Regions from separate parts of the Pan troglodytes genome. Here region 2 is linked to region 1. Evidence: chromatin contacts called from public Hi-C data. All regions are on one chromosome and are shown on one strand. Each heading gives the region's core, a stretch centred on a gene start, on an enhancer-like site or on the middle of the called end of the contact. The rest is flanking DNA. Distances are from core to core; before and after follow the strand shown. Region 1 holds the start of SLC39A8 (solute carrier family 39 member 8). Region 2 holds the start of BDH2 (3-hydroxybutyrate dehydrogenase 2).

Region 1 (6,473 bases), core at 2,661-5,160:
AGATATCCTTTTTTTCTTGTTCAAGCTCCAACACCCCTCTTTGGGCCACTATGGCTCCCCTCCACACAGACACTGCTATACTCCACCTAACGACTTCCAGGCTGGATGGCAAGGAAGAGAAGGGAAGAAGAGAAAGGGGTGTGTCATCTTTTAGATTTCCTTATTAGTCCTTCCACAGAGAAAATGCATGCATGAAAATGTTTACAAGAGGCCAGTTTGCTTTATATTTGCGATAGTCACAAAAGATCTGAACTGAGAAAAAACTGAAATCATTAGAGAAAGTAAGATTTGAAGTTAACTGTCCTTTCACTTGGGGAAGTGAAGTCTTATTTCTTTTTTAGGTGTTTCATGTTTTGTTCTGATAAGTGACTTCCAAATTAGACACTTAGAAATAAAAAGGCTGGAATGGAGACTTGATATTCTTCTGTCCCAATTATCTTGTTTTACAGACGAGGGAATTCATCCTGGTGAGGTCAAATGAGTTTCCCAGGTTTCCCAAGTGCCTGAGTCAGAAACGTGACATTTTTCAACATCCTGGCCAGTGTACTTGGCATGCTACCCTCATTATCATTTAAAAGTATTCGACCTTTAAGGCAAATTTCTAAGAAAAATATATTTTATACATTATACATTATATTTTAAATTGGAAGTGTTTTTCTTTTGTAATAATATTACTTATAGAATTTGGACCCTAAAATTTATCTGGCTGGGTGCAGTGGCACAGGCCTGTAATCCCAGCTGTTGAGGAGGCTGAGGTGGGAGGATCACTCGAGCCCAGGAGCTCTGGGATGTAGTGGGCTGTGCCAATCACTAAGTTTGGCATCAATATGATGACCTTCAGGTGTGGGGTGGTGGTGACTGGGGACCACCAGGTTGTCTGAGGAGGTGTGAACTGGCTCAGGACTGAATGGAGTAGGTCAAAACTCCGTGGTGGTCAATAGTTGGATTGTGCCTGTGAATAGCCACTGCATCCTAGCTTGAGCAACATAGTGAGATCCTGCCTCTTAAAAAAAAAAAATAATAAATGAAACATTATTTGGTTATGAGTTGATTTGAAATGCTTGGGACCAGAAGTGTTTCAAATTTGGATTATTAAAGATTTCTGAATATTTACATATATATAAAATGAGATATTTTGGGGATGGGACCCAAGTCTAAACACAAAATTCATTTATGTTTCATATACACCCTATAAACATAGGCTGAAAGTAATTCTATATAATATTTCCAATAATTTTGTGCACCTGTCAAATGAGGTCAGGTGTAGAATTTTCCATTGGTGTCATTTCAGCACTCAAAAAGTTTCATATTTTGCAGTATTTTGGATTTGGAATTTTTGAATTAGAGATGCCTAACCTGTAGTTCTTTGGTGATTATAGTTTATTAGACTGGATGATCTAGAAATTAGCCTTACCTATTTGGTAGTTAGTAACCTGAAATTTTCTGAACACTTTCTCTTAATTGCATTATGTTAACTGGGCTTAGTAAAGTTGGCATGCAGGTTGGTCATTTATTTTACTGTTTCTTATTTTGTGGACTTGATGGGCTGGCAAAATGTATGTGCATAGACATGAATGACTGATAAATAGATAAATTATATATTCTAAAAATCCCACAATGTAAGATTTGTATTTGTATTTGTATTATTTTCTTTTTTGAGGCAGAGTCTCACTCTGTCACCCAGGATGGAGTGCAGTGTCCTGATCTTGGCTCACTGCAACCTCTGTCTCCTAGGTTCAAGCGATTTTCATGCCTCAGCCTCCCGAGTAGCAAGGATTACAAGTGTGCGCCACCATGCCTGGCTAATTTTTGTACTTTTAGTAGACACAGGGTTTTTACATGTTGGCCAGGTTGGTCTGAACTCCTGATCTCAAGCTATCTGCCCACCTTATTCTCCCAAAGTGCTGAGATTACAGGCGTGAGCCACAGTGCCCAGCCAAGATTTGTATTTTTAAAAACCTTTTATATTTGTTAAAATCTAACACTTTATGGACAAATTTAGTTTTAGAAAAGCTGGAAATAAACAACTTGCTGGGTATAGATTAGCCATTTAAAGCATTCATTAATTTCCAAAAATCATTTTGCATCACGGAGGTCCAAAGGAAAAATAGGCAACAAACTATATTTTAAAATCCAATGAAAGGCTTGAAGAGTCCCACGAGCTGAGTGATTTAAGAGGACAACTGTGATATTAACTTACTTCTGGCCCTTAGATGAAATATTTGCCCTTTTAGCATCAACATAATTCTGTAAACTATTATTAACAAATACGTAGATTTTATAATTGGAAAGAGCACAGTATTAAGATCATTTAGTTCATCTCCCTTCAGGCATGAATCCTCCTACCACCTACTAAAGGCGGTCACCCAGGATCTGTTGATTTGAATCACTTTTGATCATGGAGAAATCACTATCTTCCAAGGCAGCCATGCCTTATAATTCCACAGAAACCTTCCTCTGGGTGACTTTGCCCCATGACTGCTGCCTTCTGTCCTCTGAAGTTAGATATAATATAGTTAAACCTTCTTCCATATGACAATCCTTCAGCTTCGTCTGCCTAGATCCTTAGCCTCTGGGAATGTTCTCTACCTGTCTCTTTCTTCTGCAGTTATGTCTTTAGGTTCCTCTTCTAAGATTAAGATTTTTTCCCTTTCCCCATCTTTTCCCCTTTGTCTAGACTTAATGTCTCTTTAAAATGTGCTATTTTAGGAGGCTGTGCATTCTCCTGATGAAAGGCAAGAACGGCATCTTGAATTCTTTTTATTGTCCTTAGTCACGTGAATGCAAAATGTCTGAGACAGGTCTCAGTCAATTTAGAAAGTTTATTTTGGCAAGGTTAAGGATGTGCCCCTGACACAGCCTCAGGAAGTCCTGAGACATGTGCCCAAGGTGGTCGGGGGTACAGTTTGCTTTTATATATTTTAGAGAGACATGAGACATCAATCAATATGTGTAAGATGTACAGTGGTTCAGTCCAGTAAGGTGAGACAACTGGAAGTGGGGGCTTCCAGGTTAGAAGTACAATAGACAAGAGACAAAAGGTTGCATTCTTTTGAGGCCATGATCAGCCTTCCACTCAATAGACAGTTTAGTCTGGCCCAGTGAATCTGCATTTTTTGCATAAACGATGGAGAAGAGAAAGCAATCAGATATGCATTTGTCTCAGGTGAGCCTCAGAGGGATGAATTTGAATAGAATGGCAGGCAGGTTTGCCCTAAGCTGGTCCCTTCTTGATGTTTCCCTTTAGCTTGGTGATTTTGAAGTCTCAAGATTTATTTTCCTTTCACAGCCATCTAACAGTGAAGCATGGTTTCACTTTACACTTGAACCACTATATCCACCAGATACAAACTTTGCCTCAAACACCACACTCACTTTACACAAACCTGTTGACATCACACCTAAGTCAGCTTTTCTTGAGCCCCCATATGAACAAATAAACATTCCTCTGATCTGCGGATATCCCGCCAGGAAGGGCCGGCTTGGGCAGTGCTGGCTCAGCTAGCCCGCCACCGCTACCATTGGATTTCCTCTTTCTCCTCTGATTTTAAGAAGTGAGAAAAAAAAGCAATTCCTGTTAATTATGTAGACAATGCAAGGGTCTCAGGCTCCATTTCAGCAAGTTGGTTTCATCAAGATCACGAAAAGATGCATGCGTCCCCGAGACCAGAGAGGAGTTAGGGACCCCGACACGGAGGTGGCATCAGGTAACCCTCAGGAGTGAGGGTGGGGAAGAGGGCATGGCTGATGCTGGGAATGAGCAGCGCCCGCGGAGGGAAGGCCGGCGGTCCTGCGCCCCGGCGTGGACGCGCGCGGGAGTTCAGGCTGGGGAAATGGGTCACCACGTGCTACGGAGGCGGGGACAGGGCCCTCCTCCCCTTATTTGTAAAGAGCGCCGGAGCGGATCGCGGAGTTTCACCGCGGACCTGTCAGAGATACAGAGGTTGTGGGGGCGGGAGACAGAAAGAGAGAGAGATCCAGAGACCGAGTCTTACGTTGACACGCAGAGAGAAAGACGCAGAGACAGACAAACAAACAGATAGGAGAGGTGAGAGGCCAGCGAGTGCTTCCGATTAACTTGCCAAACTCAGAGAAGATCCGGGGAGAGGGAGGGTCCCCTTTAAACGCGCAATCCCCAGGACTCCGGAAGAGCCCTTTTCTGCAGCTGCTTGGGGACTGCACGTCTCACTTCTAAGTTTGCGGCGGAGAGAATAAAGCAGAAAGACAGGAAGAGGAGGTGGAGTTCTACAGTTAGTGTGGTTTTAGTTTTTCCTAAGAAGTGGCGTGGTTTGGGGCTTTATATCCGGGAGGAGCATATGTACGCAAATCCTGGGGCGTTTGCAAACCCGGATCCGGGGCGTCTGGCCCCATGCCCGGCCGGGCGTTTGAGGGCTACTGCCACGCAGCGTTTCTGGAGCCGGCCGGCTGGTGCCCTGGTGGCCTTTATCTCTGTCCCCCTTTGTCCTCTTTATCTCAGGCTCTCCAGGAGGCCGGGGGGCCCACTCCGCCTATCGCTCCCCTCGGCTACGCTGCCACTTCAATGCCCCGCAGGTCGCGAGCTGCTGTTCTTTCGAAGGCGTCGGAGAACCAGGGGCGTCCCGCGCCACCTCTGACTCGGAGCAGCGCCGAGCACTGACGCTCCCGCCCTTGGGCACGGACGCCAGTGCGCCCGCGCGCGTCCCTCTGCGCGGCAGCCCGTCGCGGGCCCTCAAGGGGAAGCCCAGGCCAGGATGGCCCCGGGTCGGGCGGTGGCCGGGCTCCTGTTGCTGGCGGCCGCCGGCCTCGGAGGAGTGGCGGAGGGGCCAGGGCTCGCCTTCAGCGAGGATGTGCTGAGCGTGTTCGGCGCGAATCTGAGCCTGTCGGCGGCGCAGCTCCAGCACTTGCTGGAGCAGATGGGAGCCGCCTCCCGCGTGGGCGTCCCGGAGCCTGGCCAGCTGCACTTCAACCAGGTAAGGCCGCCAGGTCCGGGCAGCCCTCCGTACTGTGGGTGTCCCTAGACTTCACTTTGTATATGAGCCGTTTTTATTTGGGAAAAGTGCAGGAGAAAGAATCTTGTTATATTTCTCAAGTAGAAGGCGGTATCTGGTGACACTTGCTTTTCACTAGACGAGGCTGAAGGATTAAAAGGTTAACGTTGTTAAGGGATTTGGCAGCCAGAAACTGCAGTTTTACGCCTGATGAACTGAGAGGTCCGACTCTGGTGATTGTAACATTTTATAGAAAACTTTATGAAGTAGTTGAGGGTGTGACGCCACTTTAACAGATGCTTTTTAGATAGGAATGAGTTACTTAAATCTTGCCAGAAAGATAACGGCTCGCACACTTCCTACAAGGTTAGCAAGGAAGATTATCACATGCCACCCTGGTTAACAGTTGCCCGGTGCGTAACCAGTGCTATTTGAAAACGAGATATAATGTAGTTCTGGCTCCTGTGTACATTACATGAGGCATTCAGGGCTGAAACAGGGGCGGCCTTGAGACTAAGATTCTAATTTGGTCATCCAGATGGTGGTAGACTAGGCTTATATTGTTAGTTCCTTGTCATATGTCAGGTCAAATATTTGATTCTAGTATTTATCCAAAATGATTAAAAAAACATTTTTCAGTAATAAACAGGGTACTACTAGGCATTTGGCAATACCTTGGGTTTAAGAACAAGCTTCAAACTACGTAGGAGCAGTTAAACATCATACCTCTTTGTAAACATAAAATCAAATTATTCCTAATTATTTCTATAATAAATACTCTGTGATTGGGTAGTTCTTAAAATTGTTAAGTAGACAAAGTGTAGTTTCTGCATCCTTCCAAAACTGCTCTCCGTCTTTTAAAACTCAGTTAACTCAGTGCTTTGACTTGTTTTCCTTTACTCCTGTCCCACTGACAGCTGATATTGGAGGGTAGAATACGGTATTTTCCATATTGTTTGTCATTTTTGGACGATGTTAGTTTGTTACAAGAAGTTTTTGGGGTCCAAGATGTTTGGGAAATGCTGCATATTATACTCTGCTCTTGGAAATTTGGCGTTTCCTAATGAATATGACTTTAGATTACAGTTAGGGAAACTGTAATCAAATAAATTCCATGTTAATAACATTATACGTAGATTGATCTTCTTTTTGTTAGAAATATCTTACCACAATTAAAGTATATGGCTCTTAAGAAAAGTAGAACTTTCTGATGCCATAGCATGTCAGAGGTGGTCTCTCTTTGACCTAGAAGGGTTTTGTGGTCCCCTTATGCATGTTCTTTAGTAAATTGTCTATAATTCGAGTTCTGGGCATGGTATTTTATCTGGGGTAATATCTGAGAAATGATGTGTTGGAAAAATGGAAATGCCCACAAATTATGCTAATATTTAAGAAAATAAAGTGTTTGCTGGCTAGTTGCATTCTTTTCTTATCAAATAGGGGAAACAACTGAGCTGACTCCAGTATTTCCAGGTAGGTATGGTCACGTGCTTGGAAAGAAGTTTA
Region 2 (6,473 bases), core at 2,716-5,215, 750 kb before region 1:
CAGTAGACACACTGAGGCCTTTTGTAGTTGCACCAATCAAATGATGAAGACTGGTGTTTGATTTTCAGCAATTTTAGCCTCATGTCTACAGGAGAGAAGATCCTCTTTCAGGGCACGCCTAGAAGCTCTTAGGTTACTTATGTGGAGCTTGAGCCACGAATTTGAATCCCTGAAGTCATCCTTTTTTTTTTTTAAATAATTTTGCCCAACAATATTAGAAGCAACCAACCAACATTGGTATATTTCTTAGTTTTCCATAAATATTTGAAAGTATTATAGGGCCAGGCACAGTGGCTCACACCTGTAATCCCAGCACTTAGGGAGGCTGAGGCAGGCGGATCACAAGGTCAAGAGTTCGAGACCAGCCTGGCCAACATGGTGAAACCCCGTCTCTACTAAGAATACAAAAATTAGCCAGGCATGGTGGTGTGTGCCTGTAATCCCAGCTATTCGAGAGGCTGAGGCAGAAGAATCGCTTGAACCCAGGAGGCAGAGGTTGCAGTGAGCCGAGATCATGCCACTGCACTCCAGCCTGGGCGACAGAGCAAGACTCTGTCTCGGAAAAAAAAAAAAGTATTATATATAGAGTCACTTAAGTTCCTCACCTCTAAGAAGTGGTTGATTAGGAGTATCCAATGCAGACATTTTGCATACTTCTATGAACAGTTCATTTCTTGGACAATCAGTGCTCTCTGTACTATTAAAAGGAGAGCCAGGCTGGGCGCAGTGACTCATCCCTGTAATCTCAACACTTTGGGAAACTGAGGCAGGAGGAGCACTTGAGACCAGGAGTTTGAGACCAGCCTAGGCAACATACTGAGACCTCATCTCTACCAAAAAAAAAAAACAATTTGGAGGGCTGAGGCAGGAGGATGGCCTGAGCCCAGGTATTCAAGGCTACAGTCAGCTATGATGGTGCCACTGCACTCCAACCTGTTCAAGAGTGGGACCCCATCTCAAAGAGTAGAGCCTTTAGCATTTTCAAATCTAATCAGACTAAGAGCCAATTCCAGGAACCCCAAAATCAACTCAGGAAACTCATCCTTAAAATTTTGTTCCTCTAGAACCTCTCCTGTTACCAAAATCTGTCTTAGGATTTTCCAGAGAGACAGAACCAATAGAATATACACAGATGGTCACCAACTTGTCATGGTTCAACTTGAGATTTTTCAACTTTAGGATGGTGTGAGAGCGATACGCATTCAGTGAAAACTTTACTTTGAATTCTGATCTCTTCACAAGATAGCAATACTCTAATGTGATCATGGGCAGTGGCAGCAAGACACAGCTCTCAGTCAGCCATGGGATCACGAGTAAACAACTGACACTGTTCAGTGTACTCTGTTCAATAAATCCCATGAGTCAGTCAACACCTTGTTATAAAACAGGCTTTGTATTAAATGATTTTATCCAACTGTAGGCTAACAAGTGTTCTGAGCACATTTAAGTAGGCTCGGCTAAGCTCTATGTTCAGTGAATTAGGTATATTAAATACATTTTCAACTGACAATATTTTCAATTTACAATGGGCTTATTGGGATGTAACCCCACTGAAGCTTGAGGAAAAAAAAATATATATATATATGCAGAGAGAGAGAGAGGATGTTTATTAGGGGAATTGGCTTACACAATTAGGGAGGCTGAGAAGTCCCACCATAGGCTGTCTGCAAGCTGGAGAGCCAGGGAAACTAGGAGCATGGCTCAGTCCAAGTCTGAAGGCCTGAGAATCTGGTTGGAGTTCAGGTATCCAAGGCAGGAGAAGATGGATGTCCCAGTTCCGGAAGAGAGAGAATTCACCTTTTCTCTGCCTTTTTGTTTTGTCTGGGCCCTCAGCCAATTGGATAGTGCCTGCCCACATTGGGTGAAGTAGATCCTTACCCAGTTCACTGATTCCAATGCCGATCTCTTCCAGAAACACTCAGAGATGTCCCAGAAATAATGCTTACCAGCTCTCCGGGGATCCGTAAATCCAGTCAAGTTGACACCTAAAATTAACTATCACAAACATTGTCTTGAGAGCCTGGCAGAATTATATTCAGGAAACTTATTAAGAAACTGCCATTCACTCAGCAAATATTTAATGAGCATCTACTATCTGCCAATTACTGTTTTAGGCACTGAAAGGCACTATCAATGTGGAACTCATATTGTAGATAAGAAAACAAGTAACTAATACTCTTTTAATATGAGCTAATCACAATGTAAAGGTATAAAACATAGTCCCCACCCTTGAAGAAATTTAGTCTGCTGACAATACTAATGGGTAAGCAAGTATTTGCAATACCATGTGACTTAGGCCGTTATCAAGTAAGCATTATTGCTGAAGATTACAGAGGGATGCTGAAGAAAGCTACATCAAGAAGCATTGGAGTTGGCTTTGATTAGGGAACTCTCATACTCATAAACAGTCTGTTCCAAAAGCCTCAAAAGTCAAAGGGCATTATTAGTAAAGCAGGAACAAAGCTAGATGTTATTACAGATTGTTAGAGCCAGCATTAGAAGTTGCTGAAACAATGAACAAGGAGGGACAATTTTACCATAGACCTTATATAGACACATGCAGAAACTAAGTCCAGTTTTTAAAAGAACATTAAAAAGGGCAACTTTTACCATCCATTATAATTAAATTTCTCCAACAATGTCTTCATCATAAGAATCACTAACATGTATTAAGCACCTGTGTGGCAAACATTGTGCTGATGGATTCACAGGCTTAGTCGTTCCTCCTCACCACATCCCTGAGGTAGGTGCTATTTTACCTTCATTTTACAGATGAGAAACATAAGAGGTTCAGAGATTTAAGTGATTTACTCACTTAGCTAGTGAGAGAGAGATATGGGACTTGCTCTAGTCTTACTGACGCCACAGTCTTTGTTCTTATCCCCTGTGACTGTTAGAAATCACTTAGCTCCATGTAACAAAAAACCTGAAAAACACTAAAGTTTATTGTCCTCACATAAGAAGTCCAGAGGAGTTGTTGCCTTGAGGCTGTCATCAGGGCCGCAGGCTCCTTCTCTTGCTGGTCCCTGTCGTTAATGTGTGCCTCTGGCCTCAGATGAACTCACTAAATGGCTGCTCTGTCCCACGGCATCCTATCTTCATTCCAGGCAAAAAGAAAGGGAGGAGCAAAAGCTAAAAGCCTTTCAGAAGGGCTTACTTTTCTATTTAAGAAGGAGGCCCTCCTCAGAAATTCCCACCTGCATTTCATTGGCAACATCTATGCTGCTTGGCCACCCCTAGCAGCAAACGAGGCTATGAAGTAGAGACTTCTGTTTTCCAGCTTTGACAAGTGAGAAAAGGGGAAAGTGAGTTGGATGGGTGCTGAGGAAACCAATTTATACAGTACATATACAAGTAGCCTACACAATCACTCTGCTCAATGGCACTACAGATAAAGTACATGTTGCTATCCTAACCTAGAGGGCTCATGAGATCTAGTCCTTTCTTTTTGGCCTTATATCTCTGTTCTCTTCAGCCAAACGGGTTTTTCGCTGTTAACATGTTCCCTTTTAAGCCTCCACCCTGTCATCCAAGTTTCACGTTCCCCCTGACCCCATTCCCAGTGTAGTAAAAGGCTCCTGGCATTCTCCACTAAATGTGCATTAGTGTTAGAATAGTCTGAGCATGAAAAAATAAAAATCACAACTGTATCTCAAACAAAAAGGATTTTTTTTTTAATTTCTCTCCCTTAAAACAATCCAGGCCAAGTGACAGGAAGGCTCCAGAATTTTCAGTGACCTGGGTTCCCTCTATTTTGTTGCTCTGCTATCTTCCACACGCAGTTTCCAGCTCAGCCAATCTCGTCTACCCTGGCACCGCATATAGCAGGCATAAACAAAACAGAGAAGTGGAGAGACTGAAGTGAAGGAAATGATTTCCGCATCCTAAGTAAGCTCTAAGGTGCTTTTCCACTTTTCACCTTCCACTTGGAATTCATAGTTCTACCTGGATTCCACTAGATGGCAGCACATACATTTATAAAGTGTATGGATGGAGCCACTAAACTCTGAAAGCAGGGAAACTACAAATCCCAGCATGCAATATTAAGCGCTTGACTTGCTTCCAGACAAAGGTTGTCTCAAATTTGTTGCTCACACCGAGTTCTGGAGAACGCCATCAGCTCGCTGCTTAAAGTAAGATTTCCTAATACTTTTGAAATGAAACTTTAGAAAGGAAAGAGGGGAGGTTTAATTTTTAGATGTTGTTTTGTTCTGCACGTTGCCTGTTTCAAAATTAATCTGAGCAGTTAGATCAGTGTAAAGATGGGTTTTTAATGAGCCTGAAACTCTGTCGTATGTATGTTTTATAAAGTAGCCCAAGAAAAAAGGATTCTTACGGTATCCTAAGTGAACATTTTTCTTCCTGGCTCTTGAAAACAATGGCTTCCTGAATATGCGTTTGTGTCTCTGCTAATCAAAAATCAACATTTTGATTCTAACTTTTGGACTAAGGAAGCCAACATGTATGGTTTTCACATTGGATATATTGAGAGGTGCCTTGTTTTACCATTTCAGGCCGTGTTTGCTCTCATTTTCTCAAAGAAATCTGTTTTAGTTTGAGATTACAGTTTATCAAATGTTAAGGCTTTGACCCCAAAATCTGGTCCCAGAAAGACAGGAAGGCCAGGTAAGAGGAGGTTTTCAGAGTGCGTAGAAAGGCTGCTCTGTGCTTCGGCAATTCTTTTGGAAGTGCTTCTTCGGTTGGCAAAGATTCCTAGCAAAACCTTTGACTGGAGGCTTTACAGGGCCATATACCCAATATCACTAATGACAGTGTTGTAAAATAGCTTTTGTGCACCATGCTTAGGATTCAAGGAGGATAAAGATAAAGTATATCTTTCTAAAGTTATACTTTAGAAACTATCATTCCATGTTGAAATGATAAACATTCCATGTTTATCTTTTGTGTAAGAAGTAAAAAAGCAAAAATTCATTGCATCAAAGTAGGTCAGGCACTGTTAAAGCCAAGCTTCCCCATCGCCTAAAAAATGTGGACAAACTCAGAGGAAGTCAGTGAGTTGTAAGCTGATCCCTGGAGCCAGTTCTTACATAATTGTGTTAGTCTGCTCCTCCAAGAAGCAGACTCCAAGATAGAATTAAATATGCATGGATTTTATTAGGGGAAATGCTGGTGTGAGAGAGAATGAGGAGAGAACTAGGTAAGGCTGTGAGAGCCGTCAGACCTCGATGCAAGTCCACCCGCGAGGGAGGAAAAGAAGGAAGCCAGGTTGAGTGGAAGCATCCCAGACAGCTGTGTAGTCTAAGAGAACTTCAGCAAGGTAATAAGGAGCTTCTCTAGCCAGTCATCCGTTGGGGAGGAGGTCTATGTCTCCCAGAAATGAGTCTGCCTTAGTAAGCATGCGTGCTCAGGCACTGGCTTGTAACGGCCCCGAGAAGGTGGCCTCAGCACAAACCCAGAGAGGCAGCAGCAGCTGCGCCTCATTGTCCATTACTTCCTGGGGTCAGCGGTCTGCGAGGCACAGGCTCCTGGTGCCACAGTGGGGATTTAGAGCGGCCCGCAGGGCTTTGAGTACCATGAGACAATGCCATGAGATCTTCCCTTGGACCTGCAACAAGAAGGCCTAGGTTTGAATTCATAGCTGCAAAACACTGGGCAAATAACATTTCTTTGAAATTAGCCCCGTTGGTGATCAGGTCCTACCTACCTCTTATCTCTGAAACACTTCTCCAATCCACCTATCTCTCCATCCCTGCTATTTTCTCCAGCCCTGCTATTTCACCAGCGCCCCCCTCCAGATAACCCTAGCAGCCTCCTAATGGCACCCCATGCTCCTGCCCAGGTATGTTCTCCACAGCAGTCCTTCCAAAATACAAATCTGATCATGTCACACCCTTGCCATAAATCCTTCAGTGGCTGTTGCCTATAGGAGTAACTTGCCCTTCACCATGTGGACCTTGGACCAAGTGTGGAGGTTTGAAATGGAAGAGCATATTGGGTATAAAAAAAAAAAAAAGTTTGGCTAAAGAGAGAACTGAGATAAGTTCAAAGAGAAAGGACTAGGTAATATAAGCCCTTTAGGCAAGGCTATCAACCTGTACAAAATCAGGCAGATAATGGAACAGAGTGATTGTGTAGGCTAGTTTGCATGTACTGTAAGTTGGTTCATCAACACCATCCAACTCACTTTCCCCTATTCTTCGCTTTATCAAAGCTGGAAACAAAAGTCTCAACTTCCAACCTCTTTGCAGCTAGGAGTGGCCAAGTAGCATAGATCTGGTGAATGAACTGCAGGTGGGAATTTCTGAGAAGGTTTCCTTCTTAAATAGAAAGGTGAGACCTCTCTGAAAGCCTTTTGGCTTTTGCTCCTCCCTTTCTTTTTGCCTGAAATGTGGATATGATGCCTTGGACAAAGCAGCCACTTTGTGAGTTCGTATGAGGTCAGAGGCACACATTAATTACAGAGCCCAGCAAGACTTGGAGCCTGTGTCCTTGAAGACAGCCTCATTTGATGG

What was found. Hi-C and Micro-C count contacts between places; a contact is called where the count stands out from the background.
Region 2: a contact with region 1 is called in a Hi-C map of stem cell-derived neural progenitor cells, with 2.7 times the contacts expected there. The contact joins the promoter of BDH2 here to the promoter of SLC39A8 in region 1. A contact is called at or near these places in 1 of 7 Hi-C or Micro-C datasets (stem cell-derived neural progenitor cells) and 1 of 1 datasets of contacts at active chromatin or transcription factors (stem cell-derived excitatory neurons).

Annotation. Positions count from the first base shown.
Region 1 is chr3:103,807,181-103,813,653 of NHGRI_mPanTro3-v2.0_pri, reverse strand. It overlaps SLC39A8 (solute carrier family 39 member 8), which reads left to right and starts at 3,910. Exons shown (of 10, transcript XM_009448071.4): 1 at 3,910-4,048; 2 at 4,478-4,949. The coding sequence starts at 4,731.
Region 2 is chr3:104,558,268-104,564,740 of NHGRI_mPanTro3-v2.0_pri, reverse strand. BDH2 (3-hydroxybutyrate dehydrogenase 2) reads left to right here and starts at 3,965. Exons shown (of 11, transcript XM_009448077.5): 1 at 3,965-4,133.